Linked DNA regions of Sus scrofa: regions 2 and 3 are each linked to region 1. The links are chromatin contacts, called in public HiChIP or PLAC-seq maps. All regions are on one chromosome and are shown on one strand. Each heading gives the region's core, a stretch centred on a gene start, on an enhancer-like site or on the middle of the called end of the contact. The rest is flanking DNA. Distances are from core to core; before and after follow the strand shown. Region 1 holds the start of RBM10 (RNA-binding protein 10). Region 2 holds the start of ARAF (A-Raf proto-oncogene, serine/threonine kinase). Region 3 holds the start of RP2 (protein XRP2).

Region 1 (3,815 bases), core at 684-3,183:
CCCGGATGGCTAAGAGTTAGAATCACGACCAGGGGCTCCAGTGGATGAGAGCCGGACACAAAACCCTTTAGATCTGGCAAAGGAGCCAGGGTTATACACTGGTATCCACAACAGATAGGGAACAAACTCAACAGAGTCAAGCCCCGAATAACTAGGGGCCAAAATCACAGACAGGAATCCAGGGTAAATACAAGCCATAATCATCCACTGAGGCCCCCTTTCACAGGATGAGCGTCAGAGTAACAGATACGAAACACCCTCTTCCCCCACCCCCCACCCCCGCAAAGAAGGGACACTAAGTCTTACACACGTTCCTTGCACTTCCTCCCACCCAGTAAGTGGATTAGGGCCAGTTGTAAGAAGACTTTCTGGGATAAGGACCCCTCCCCATGGATAAGGACCAGGGTTACGGACACACGATCCGAGGATAGAGACCCCAGTCATACGTTCTCCCTCCTCCCCCACTCAAGAATAAGGACCAGAGCCACCAAACACTTCCCCGTGGATAGGTAAGTACCAAAGTCACACAGGAGAGCAGACAGCACACTTCCTATAGATAAAAACCAAAGTCGCAGACACTCGCCTCCCACGGATAAAGTTCGGCGTCGCAGACACACTAAGCCACAGTAACCCACTCCCATCCGTCCCTCCCTTCCCCCAACCCGCGTGCACCCATCCTGTGTCCCAATCGCGCACGCGCCTCTGCTCTCAAAAGGAGAAAAACAAAAAACAACAACAAAAAAAGACACCCCCTCCCGAGCACAGACCGTGTGAGCATCGGGGGTTCTGCACGAAAACCCAAACCTGCCGCCCGCAGTTCGCCCTCGCGCCTCCTCTACGCGTTCCCCCCCCCACCCCCGCCCCCGGTCCCTTACCTCCGCCCCCACGACCAGCGTCGACGCTCACCTTCTCGGCCCGGGCTGTCAAGGGAGGGCTCCCGGACATCACCTCGGCCCGCCGCCACCTCCTCCAACTCTCCCAGCTCAGCCGGAGCCGGTCCGCGCAACGACCCAGTCCGAGGCTGAATGCGGAAGGGCGGAGGACTGGGGAGGGAAGGAGCGCCCAGGCGCGCTGCCCTCCCCGGGCAACTCACTGCCGCCTACTCCCAGCCGGCCGCGATCACCAGCACAAAATGGCGACGACGAGAAGGGAGCCGGCGCTTCGACCACCATCCACCTACTAAGGGAGCGCGCTCTGGCCGGCCCCGTCTATTGGTCGCCGTCCTTCGTGGGCCAGCCCTGGCCTGCTCTGATTGGCAAGCGCATGCCACCACCCCGCTCCCCGTGCGAACGCCCGCAAGTCGAGAAAAAGAGTAGCTATTGGCCAATCCGGCGAGGCCCGCTTTTTAGAAGCTCGGCTTCCTAGGAAGATGAAAGACCAGCGGAAGCTCCGCCCCTCTCGCCAAAGGGCACGGGAACTCTCCTCGAGATTGGTTGGGGACTGCATCCACCCAAGTGTCACCGTTTTCTTCTCGTCAAGAAAATAAGCAGCCTTTTCGGCCAGAAATTCCACAGCCTGACCGAGAAGATAGGAAGCTGGTTGCTCCCGTGAGGCCATGACAGAGGGAGGGAAAGAGGACGTTTGAAAACAAAATCCCAACTCGGGACCTATTTAGTGCGGCGGGGGCGGAGCGACAATTCTCGCGCTCAGGCCCAACTGCAGCTGCGCAGAGTCACATTTCCGTCCCCGCCCCCGCGAGCCTGCAGAACGAGCTGTCATGGCGGCCGGGGTGTTAGGTTTGTGCGCTCGCCGCCTTTTAGCAGCAGCGGCGACGCGAGGGCTCCCGGCTGCCCGTGTTCGCTGGGAGTCCGGCTCCTCCAGGGCTGTGATCGCCCCGTCCGCTCTGGTGGGAAAGCGGCCGCCGGAACCGACTATACGCTTGCAGGAGGACCCAGATCCGGAGGACGAAAACCTCTATGAGAAGGTGAGAGGGAGGGGAAACGGGACGCCGCAAGGGTCAATCGGGGACCTGCGGACGGGGCGCCGTAGAGGACGTACTTAGTCGGCTGAGGATTGCGCAGCTGGCAAAATCCTCAAAGATTTGGGAGTTCTTTCTAGCTCCTTTTCCTCCTTTGTCCCCTGATAACCTTCGGTTCAGGGCCAGAGGCGAGACTGACCTTATTTTCCAGACAGATATCAAACCTGAAATGAGCAGTATACCATAACAGCAATAATATTAAACACTGATACGGTCCTTGCTCAGGTGTTCGAAACACTTTATAATATTAACTTATTTAATCCTCAAAACAGCCCTATTTCGAGGTAGGTACTATTAATATACCCATTCTGCAGATGAGGAAACTGAAGCATGAAGGTGTTAAGTGACTCCTCCAAGCTCACTTAACTGAATGTGTGGCAGAATCAGGTCTGCTGTGCTATCCTGTTAGCAGAGACTGAAATCAGAATGCCTGAGTTGGAATACAGGCCCTGATAGTTACTTACATATGTGACCTTGGGCGAGTAGCTTAACCCCTTGGTGCTTCAGTTTCTTTGAAAGATGGGGAAAGTATTAGGACACTTTCTAAAAAATAAAATATTACACCTGCCTCGTGTAATTAAATGAGTCAGAGTGCTCAGAACAGCAATTGGCACTTATTAAGTACTCACCATTAGAAGCTGTTAATTATTCTTGCCACTTTCCACCTTACCAGGATATTGTGCAGTTTGTGCTTGTGAAAAGGCCTGGCACGTGATAGATGCTTCATCAATACTAACCTTTGGTTGAGGAGCTTGGCTCTGTAGGATGCTTATTCATTTATATATTAATTCTGTAAATATGTATTGAAGGCCTGCTGTGTGCCAGGCTAAGTTCAGGGTGCTAGGGATTCAGCCACATGGGAGTTAGATAAAGCCCTTGCTTTCACAGAGCATACATGATAGCAGAGAACAGGGAAAATAAATGTATAGAATATTAGAAAACAGTGATATAGAGGAATTCCTGTCGTGGCTCAGTGGTTAACGAATCCGACTAGGAACCATGAGGGTGCAGGTTCGATCCTTGGCCTTACTCAGTGGGTTAAGGATCCGGTGTTGCTGTGGGCTGTGGTGTAGGTCGAAGACGTGGCTCGGATCCCAAGTTGCTGTGGCTGTGGTGTAGACCAGCAGCTACAGCTCTGATTGGACCCCTAGCCTGGGAGCCTCCACATGCCGTGGGAGCGGCCCTAGAAAAGGCAAAAAGATAAAAAAGAAAAAAAACCCAGTGATATAAAGTATGCAATCAATAATATAAGATAATGTGATCAGAGGATTTGGGGGCTATACTGCTTTGGCAAACAAGTAAATGCTAGAAAGACTGTTAAGCAAGATAAGTGAATGGATAGTGACTTGGGGTAGGGAGTTATTTTATTAGTTTGAGCCATAGGAAATTGCCAATATTCAATAATTTTTGACCTGTTAAAAATGTCAGTTTGCTCTAGCTCAACTTAATAGACAAGGTGACTAGGAAATGCCTCCTGAGGGGAGCGATGATGAAGCCAAAACCTTGATTGAGGAGGCAGATCCAGCCACAGCTAGGTCGGCGGGAAAAGCTTTCCCAGCAGAGGAAAGAGCAAGTGCAAAGGCCCTGTGGTGGGAAGGAGCTTGACAAATCCTAAGAATAGAGAGGAATTTAGGAAGGGAGGGAGGAGCTTGGTCCAAGGTGAAATTGGAGATCGGGTTATACTGCTTTGTGGAGTGGCAGGAAGCCTTCATTGACCTCTTCTTCTCTTTGCCTCAGAACCCAGATTCCCACGGTTATGACAAGGACCCCATTGTGGACCTCTGGAACATGCGGGTCGTCTTCTTCTTTGGCTTCTCCATCGTCTTGGTCCTTGGCA
Region 2 (3,815 bases), core at 899-3,398, 300 kb before region 1:
GCGGCCCTAAAAAGCAACAAACAAACAAACCCAAAGTTAAGGAGCCCTAAAGCAGAGGAATAAATGGAGGGCGAGCAAGGCCCACACCGCAGATGGAAAATGAGGAAACGGAGGAAGGAGAGAGCGGACAACCTGTTGAAATAACAAAAAAACAAAACAGACGGCGTCCAGGAGGAGAGGATGACTTGAGTCCCAAGAAGAAAATGAGCTGCTGACCTTATGGGCCCGCGAGCCGATGAAGGGATGAGGCAAAGGCTAGTTGGAGTCACTGAATGAAGGGAAGAAGGCTACGGGAGACGATGCCACAGCAGCGTGGAGGAGTCAGATGACTCCGGGATGGGATGGACAGCTGGGCCCCCAGTGGGGGTTGGGGGGGTGCCACGCTTACCCCTTGATGAGCCGGTAGACCACGCAGCAATCCTGATTGAGACCTCGCACCTTGAGGGCCTTGTCCAGAGAGTCGTAGACACTCATGCCATCCCGGACAGTCACCTGCGTGTGCGCACAGATGTGAGGAGTCGGTGCCCCACGGGGTCCCCAGCCCTCGGCAAAGGCGTGCTCCCAGCCCCTGTCACCTTTCTGATCCACGATGTCCAACCGGGTCCCTGCCCACCCCTGGCCAGCTTTGCTCCCGTCAGACTCACCACCGTGCGCTGCTTGTTGGGCAGGTACACTTTGACGGTGCCCACTGCCCGGGACGGCTCGGCCCCGTTGGCAGGGGGGCCCCGTGGTGGCTCCATGGAGCCTAGGACTTTGTCAAGACGGGCTCAGGTGGGGCTGGGCAGGTGCCATGGGGCTCCTGGAAGACAGAGGCGGAATGCAGTGGTCCGGGAACAATTGTTAGGAAGCAAAGTGGCAGAGGACAAAAAAACATTCAGTCCCCAGGCTCCACGTCTCCCCCTGTAGCCTAATACCCACACAGCTCAAGGGATCCAGTTCTTCCTCGGCCCAGCCCCTCCTGTTGTTTGTCTCACCCTTAAGTGCCAAGGTCTCCATTTCACTGCATAGGGCGGGGTGGGGTGGGGGTTAGGACATAAAGAGAGGCAGCACACACTGTCCTGGAGGCCACAGGAGCACACGAAGTCTCTGGGCTGGGGACTAACGGGGAAGTCAGCATGCACTGCACTGGGGCGTGTCAGGTACATAATGGACATGAACAGGCTGTCCTGGCTTTCTCATGGAGGAGGGGTTACCAGATACTGTGGGGTGGGAGGAGTCACAGACAGGGTGCCCTGAGTTTGGGGGAAAGGGGCATTGCACCAAACAATGTTCTTAAGGGCGCCGGGGGCACCCCAAAGCCCTTGGGGTGTAATGATGGTAGACTCACGGACCCTGTGTTAGGTGGCAAATGGCAGTCAGCAGACTGTGATGGGGGGTTCACAGAGGCTCCGCAGACACAATGCTGAAGGGAGATGTGTTAGGGAATCACCAGGGACCGTAAAGGGGAGAAGAGCGGATAATGGGGGAAAGGAGGGACATGGAGCATCACCAGACCTGGTCGAGATGAGAGGTACAAGGGGGTAAAGTGGGGGTGGGGTGGAGGGCGCTCCAAACTCTCCCTGACAACGAAGGAAGGGCTCACAGACATACCACTGCTGCTACTGGAAGGAGGCTGGGAGTGGTTAAAGAGGAGTAAGGGGTGGGAGATCCTCAAACATTCTCCTAGTGGGTCGGACATTGATCCAGAATAAGAAAAGAGAGGAGTGAGCCCCGTCTTCATGCACTCCCCATTGCTGGTAAGAAAGTCTTCCCCTAACCTTAGAGAGATTAAGAAGGACTCCAAGCAAGACACACCACAACCCCAGCCCCATATACGGCCTGGCCCTGCCCACTGAGAGCCTTTCAGCTCTGCGCAGGCGCGCTGCTACACGCGACGGGCGAAACCATCCCCCGCAGCCTTGCACCCCTATTCCAGTCTACCCCCCCTCCCCGTGCTGTCGACGATGGTCTCGCCCCGGGTCAAACCACTCCTCCGGTTCCGGGCAGGGGGCGCCAAGGCCCGGGCGCAGCCATCCCGGAGCTGAGCTTTCGGTCCCGGCTCCTTACTCGTGCCCGGCGGTCGCTCCAGAAACCGAACCCTGCCGGGCCCGCCCTCACCTGTCACGCCGCTACAGCCGCCGCCGCCTCCATCTTGGGCCTCTCTTCTTGTTTCCTCACAGAGTCCGCCTCCACCGCCCCTCGGACTTTGGCCATTGGCTCCGCTGGACTCGGCCCTCCATTCTTATTGGATCAGGGTCACGCCTGTCAAGGCAGGACCCGCGGAATGTGGGTCGTGTTCCGGATTAGGAGGGGCTGCCTGAAACGTCAGGGTCTAGGGCAAATTCGCACGTCCGGGCTCGCGCAGGCGCAGTTGGGAAGAGACCTGCGTGCCATGGGCTTTAACCCCAATCGTGCCATGATGGAATAAAGCAGAGCTATTTTTGTGGGGAGGGGAGGGTCACTAGGGGCTAACTTTAGGAGTTTCCGAATCTGAACGGGGAATCCTCAAGGGCCCTTTTTCACTCCAGTGACCCTGTGCCCAACTACTCATTTGGGACTTTCCTGTGTCTCAGTTTTACCGTCTTTGAAATGGGTTGGAATCAGAAAAAAAAATCTCTGCAGCGTTTTCCGGTTCTAGGAGACTGTAATCATAACCTTTGATAAGAGTGGGTCTCTGGTGTGGCCAGGGCAGGGGGGTCTGGCCCTAGGAGTGAAGGCCTGCTTGCTGTTTGGGGAGGCTTCCTTTAGGAATGGAGTTGATAAGGATTTTCAAAGACTAATCAGGGATGGTCAGGTGAAGAGGGGAGGGAAGTGCGAACCTGAGATGAGGCATAACTGCAGGGAAGCGTGTGTACGGTAAACACAAAGTCTTTTTTTAAAGTTTACTTTTCCCTGGTGTCACAAGTGAAAGAGACTCGCCATCCTCCTTTTTCTTATTTTCTTTAGAAAACTCGTAAAATTTTTCTCTGTCCCTTGGAGAGGTCTGCGACTCTTTAAAAAAGCTAAATAGGCTTTCTGCCAGTTTTACAGTTCAGGAATGCTGTTCTTAAGGTCCTGGGAGCCAGGTCTTTGAAATGCAAAGGTAAACAGCGATTGGGCCTTATCTCCACCTGCGTAGGAATTTGACCTGGGCGGCTGGCTCCAAGTCATCACCTGCTTGTCAAAGAGATATGCGTTTTATTTTTCCTTTGCCTAAAGGCAGATGGCTACCCCAATTACCAGGTGAATTTGAGAGGAACTGTGTGTAGCGAGTGGTGCTGTCAAGTTCTGAAGACAAGTTATCATCTATCTTTAAGACCATGTAGGTCATGGGTTGTATCTGCCTGACTCTATGAAAGGAGGAGATTTCTTTCTCGGAAATCTCTTTAGTGAATTGCTTGTGATGCCCCTCACGGTCTGATTTAATGCTTATTCGATAATAAACCTATTCCGCTCTTCGCTACCTTTGTGGAGAGGATTTGCTGGGTTGGCATGCGATTTATTTGTAATGATTTCCCCAACAGTATGAACCGCCTGTTGTGTTTGAAGTGCATACCTTCTCCCATTAGGAGCCTCGGCATTCCTCTGCAACGCAATGGGAAAAGATCAAAGAAAGGGCATTAGGTGAGGGGGCCTCAACACACTTCAACTTGTATTTATTGAGGGTGTTCTCTGTCTATAAAGAGAAAGACAAAAGTACAGCTCAATGGGCTGTCATATTAACCTCCATTTCCCATGGCCCCTTGTCGGATCCTCACCATTCGATGGCTGAAATGTTAAAAACTGACAGGACCACCTATTGATGAGAATGTGGAGCAACGTAAATCTTCACCTGTTGCTCTTGGGAGTATAGAATG
Region 3 (3,815 bases), core at 503-3,002, 280 kb after region 1:
AGATGCAATCTTCTTGTAAGACAGAAAGTAAAGTATTTCCACTCCTACGTTACAAACTGCTGCTGCCACTGTCAGAAGTTCCCTTGTGGTGCAGTGGGTTAGGATCCCACATTGCCGCAACTGCGGGTCTGGTTCGATACCTGGCCTGGGAACTTCCACATGCCACAGGCGTGGCAAAAATAAAATAAAATAAAAAATAAATAAATAAAATGCTGCTATCAACTATGGATAAGAGAGAATCAATAAAGACCCGGCAACCCTGTGAAACCAGAGGCAGAAAGATGGGGCCAAGAAGTCTGTAAAAAGCATCCAATTTCTTAAATCTGACACTTGGAGAACTGAGTTTACATGATTAAATTCTGCTGGGGATTGGAATTCATGCAGGATGGTCTATAGAATCAAAACTTTAATAAGAAATTTACCAGAAAGAATTTCTGCATAAAGATATGTTGCATTAAGCAGGAGTTAACTGTTCATAACACTCACTTAAAATTTTTTCTCATTTTGTTTGGAAGAGAAAAATAATTGATAAATCTGTCAAATGGAGAACTATGTAGAAAGAGGAAGCATTATGAAATTTATGACTAAGTGTGTTTTGTGTAACCCTGGTGGACGTGCTCAAAGCTTGTTCGTTTCTGGCTATATAGAAAAGTAAAAACGAGGGCATTTTCATTCATTAAAACAACAGGAAAATATCGCTTGGCTTATGCTGGTTATTTTCATCTTACAGTCTTAACCCACATTCCAAAGCTGATTCGATTTTCCTTATTCCTTTCGGGTAACTGGAAGAGGAGGGAAAGCAAAGCTGTAGGTCAAACGGTCCACTTCGTCCTTGAGAAAATTCAGCAGCGGAATCTATCAGGAGGCACCAAAGAGATTTACTGGTAGGGGCAGACAAAAGAGAAAACAGCCACAGAAAGAAAGAACATAAGCCGCGAAAGAGATGAGAATCAGTCCCATGTGTAACTCGAGGACTGCACAAAACCCCGCTGGGCGCTGCTGGTGAAACGAGCAGATGTGAGATTTAGGGCATTCCCGGGTTTCCCTTCCCTCCCTCGAGTCCATCCCCGGACCGAAGGCCGGGATGCAGCGAGAAGGGAAAGCCCGCAGGATCCATCAATCCGGACAATGAGCTCTAGGCCCCCCTCCAGCGCTGCACAGCCCTCCGTGGCGCCCTCTTTAGCGCTCAATTTCTCGGCTCCCCAAAAAGTCATTCACTCCGACTTCAACTACTCGCGGGAGAGAGCGCGCGTGCGGGAGCAGCAGCTGCTGGGTCAGCCCCCCTTGGTGCTGCGGGGCGGCGGGGGACCCTCGCCAAGAGGCTCGGAGGGGGTGAGACCAGCATCTACGGGACTTGGGTTACCTTTTCGCGCTGGTCCCAGCTGTACTGCTTCGGCCGCTCCTCCTCGCCCTCGGGCTGCGACTCCTTCTCAGCCTTCTGCCTCTTGGAGAAGAAGCAGCCCATGGTCCCGGCCCGCGGCGTCTCACTGGCCGCTCCTCCTTGCCTGCCCACTAGCTCAGGTACCTCCCGGAGTTGCAGCCTCAGCCCTGGGCGCCCCGGGCACCGCAGCTCTCCCGTACACCACCCCCGCGAAACCGCCCAGCCACCCGCAGCCTAGGTTCGCCCGTCAGGCCCAACACCCCTGCTCTTTTTCCTCTCAGTCGCCCTGACGACCCACCATAGCCAATGACCACTCAGCGCCCGGGGAGCCAATCAAAGTCCCGAGAGCAGCCTGTGCTGCCTATGAAGAGAGGTCGACAAATGCACACAACCAATCTACACCCGGCTCCTGCGCCAGCCCCCAGGGGCGGGCCCAGCCGGCTCCAGCCCACGCACGGCCGACCCCGCCCCCAGCCCTGCCCCGTCCCTCCGAGGACTCCACCGGGCCCGTCCCGCTGCCGGGAGTGCCGCTTTGGCAGGCGGGTCTTTTTGCCCTTGCGTCTCAGCTTCCAAGTTCTAGATGCGGCAGGGCTCCCGTGTGCAGTCGCCTGGAGAGTTCAGTTTTGTGATGCAATTGATGAGGGAACAGAAAGTCCTGCTGACGCAAGAAGGACCCTGAAATTCGCATTCCTCACTCCCGATCACCCGTTCCCCGCCCCCGCGTCTTCTGGCTCGCGTCACCACCCGCCACCCCACCCCCACCCCCCGCGGGAAATTTCCCCAACCACTTTCCCTACCTTCCTTGCCCTGTCTTCTGTACTTTCTTAGAACTTGCACGTATCACTCTAAAATCGAACGAGAACTTAGTAAAATAACTACTTGTGTATCGTCTCCCTATTGGAATTGTGAATTTCTTGACATCAAAAGGCTTGTCTCTAGGTTGTGTCTGATAAGCCCAAAACCTAGAATAGATTTACAAGGAGATCCTGCTGAATATCATTGAGAACTATGTCTAGATACTCATGTTGCAACAGAAGAAAGAGTGGGGGAAAAACTGTAATTGCAATGTATACATGTAAGGATAACCTGACCCCCTTGCTGTACAGTGGGAAAAAAAAAAAAAAAAAGGCTTGTCTCTTTTTTTTTTTTTTTTTTTTAATCCCCCAAGTCTGGCCCAGTTTCTCCCTAGCTGCTCAATAAAACGTTTGTTGAATGAATGCTTGCACACTAATGAAGGAAACCTTTACAGTCTTTCCCTTTTCCTTCCCAAACAAAATAACCTGAGTGTGTGGGGCGGGGCGGGGCGGGGCCGGGGGGGGGTGATGAAGGGGGAGGAACGGTAAAAGGGTTCTCCTCCTGGAGTTTATTGCCTAGTGGAGGAAAAAAGCATTCCCATATAAACCATCAAATCTGTTCTCAGCAAATGGTACAGAGTTTGAAGATTTTTTAAAAATATATATTAAATATTCACATTTGCTGTACTCGGATTGAGTTTTACTACGATGCACATATACTGCTTATGTGAGAGAAAAGGTAAGTTGTTGGTTTAATTCTCTGAACACAATATTTTGGTATTTGGTAGGACATCAAATGCAGATTAGTTGAGGCTCAAATTTAGTTATTTTTCTGCTTTCTCACACGTATTCACTGGCGTATATCTTAAATGAGCCCCTGACTTAACTTGAGCATTAAGGATGTTCCCTTTTTCACTTCCTGCCTTTTATTGCACAATCAGGAAGAAAAGTGCATGCGCCCAAGTATGAGAAATTACTGTAAATTTAAGTTCCAGATCTTAGGCAATTGAGGTTTTACCTGGTGCTCCCTTTTTCTTCTTCAGAGTGAGATGAGAGAGTCTATGTGAGGATGTTTTGGATGAGACCCTTAGGTGTTTTTTATTCCCAGAAGGCTAAAATTGTGATCACCATGCAGAGGAATGCAGAGGTCCACAGAGGTGAAGGGACTAATCTGCCGTCACAATGAAAGTGGTTGGGCAGGGTCTAGAAAAACCGAGAGCTTGTGTGTCCAATGCTCCCTCCTCCCAAATGTGGTGCTTTCTGATTCATCTGAAAGATAGAAGTAAAGAAGTATCTGCTTGGGACACAGGTTCAATCCCTGGCCCGGCACAGTGGGTTAAAGGATCTGGCGTTGGATCTGATCCCTGGCCTGGGAACTCCACATGCCTCAGGGCGGCCAAAAAAGAAAGAAAATAAATAAATAAATAAATAAATAAAAGAAGCGTCTACCTAAGGCCTTCTGATGTTTATGGGAGCTCTGTCCCGAAGTGATGCTGTTCCTTGTACTGAATGAACAACAGAACTTATTTTAGAGAAACAATCCCTAAAACGAATATAGTTTTGAAGTATTCATTAATAAGAAACTTAAACCTAAAACAAAATCTATATCCAATAGCAATCTTGTCAAGGTCCCTTAAACG

The links. HiChIP or PLAC-seq counts read pairs in DNA pulled down with a chosen protein or histone mark.
Region 2: an H3K27ac HiChIP or PLAC-seq map of alveolar macrophages shows a contact between it and region 1. The contact joins the promoter of ARAF here to the promoter of RBM10 in region 1. A contact is called at or near these places in 1 of 47 Hi-C or Micro-C datasets (liver) and 1 of 2 datasets of contacts at active chromatin or transcription factors (alveolar macrophages).
Region 3: a contact with region 1 is called in an H3K27ac HiChIP or PLAC-seq map of alveolar macrophages. The contact joins the promoter of RP2 here to the promoter of RBM10 in region 1. A contact is called at or near these places in 1 of 5 promoter capture datasets (liver) and 1 of 2 datasets of contacts at active chromatin or transcription factors (alveolar macrophages).

The regions. Positions count from the first base shown.
Region 1 is chrX:41,771,350-41,775,164 of Sscrofa11.1, reverse strand. It overlaps RBM10 (RNA-binding protein 10), which reads right to left and starts at 1,933. Exons shown (of 24, transcript XM_021080368.1): 1 at 907-1,933. NDUFB11 (NADH dehydrogenase [ubiquinone] 1 beta subcomplex subunit 11, mitochondrial) reads left to right here and starts at 1,286. Exons shown (of 3, transcript XM_003135056.4): 1 at 1,286-1,924; 2 at 3,716-3,815. The coding sequence starts at 1,718.
Region 2 is chrX:42,076,535-42,080,349 of Sscrofa11.1, reverse strand. ARAF (A-Raf proto-oncogene, serine/threonine kinase) reads right to left here and starts at 2,148. Exons shown (of 16, transcript NM_214329.1): 1 at 2,098-2,148; 2 at 645-799; 3 at 389-492. The coding sequence starts at 740.
Region 3 is chrX:41,486,803-41,490,617 of Sscrofa11.1, reverse strand. It overlaps RP2 (protein XRP2), which reads right to left and starts at 1,752. Exons shown (of 5, transcript XM_003360282.4): 1 at 1,364-1,752. The coding sequence starts at 1,465.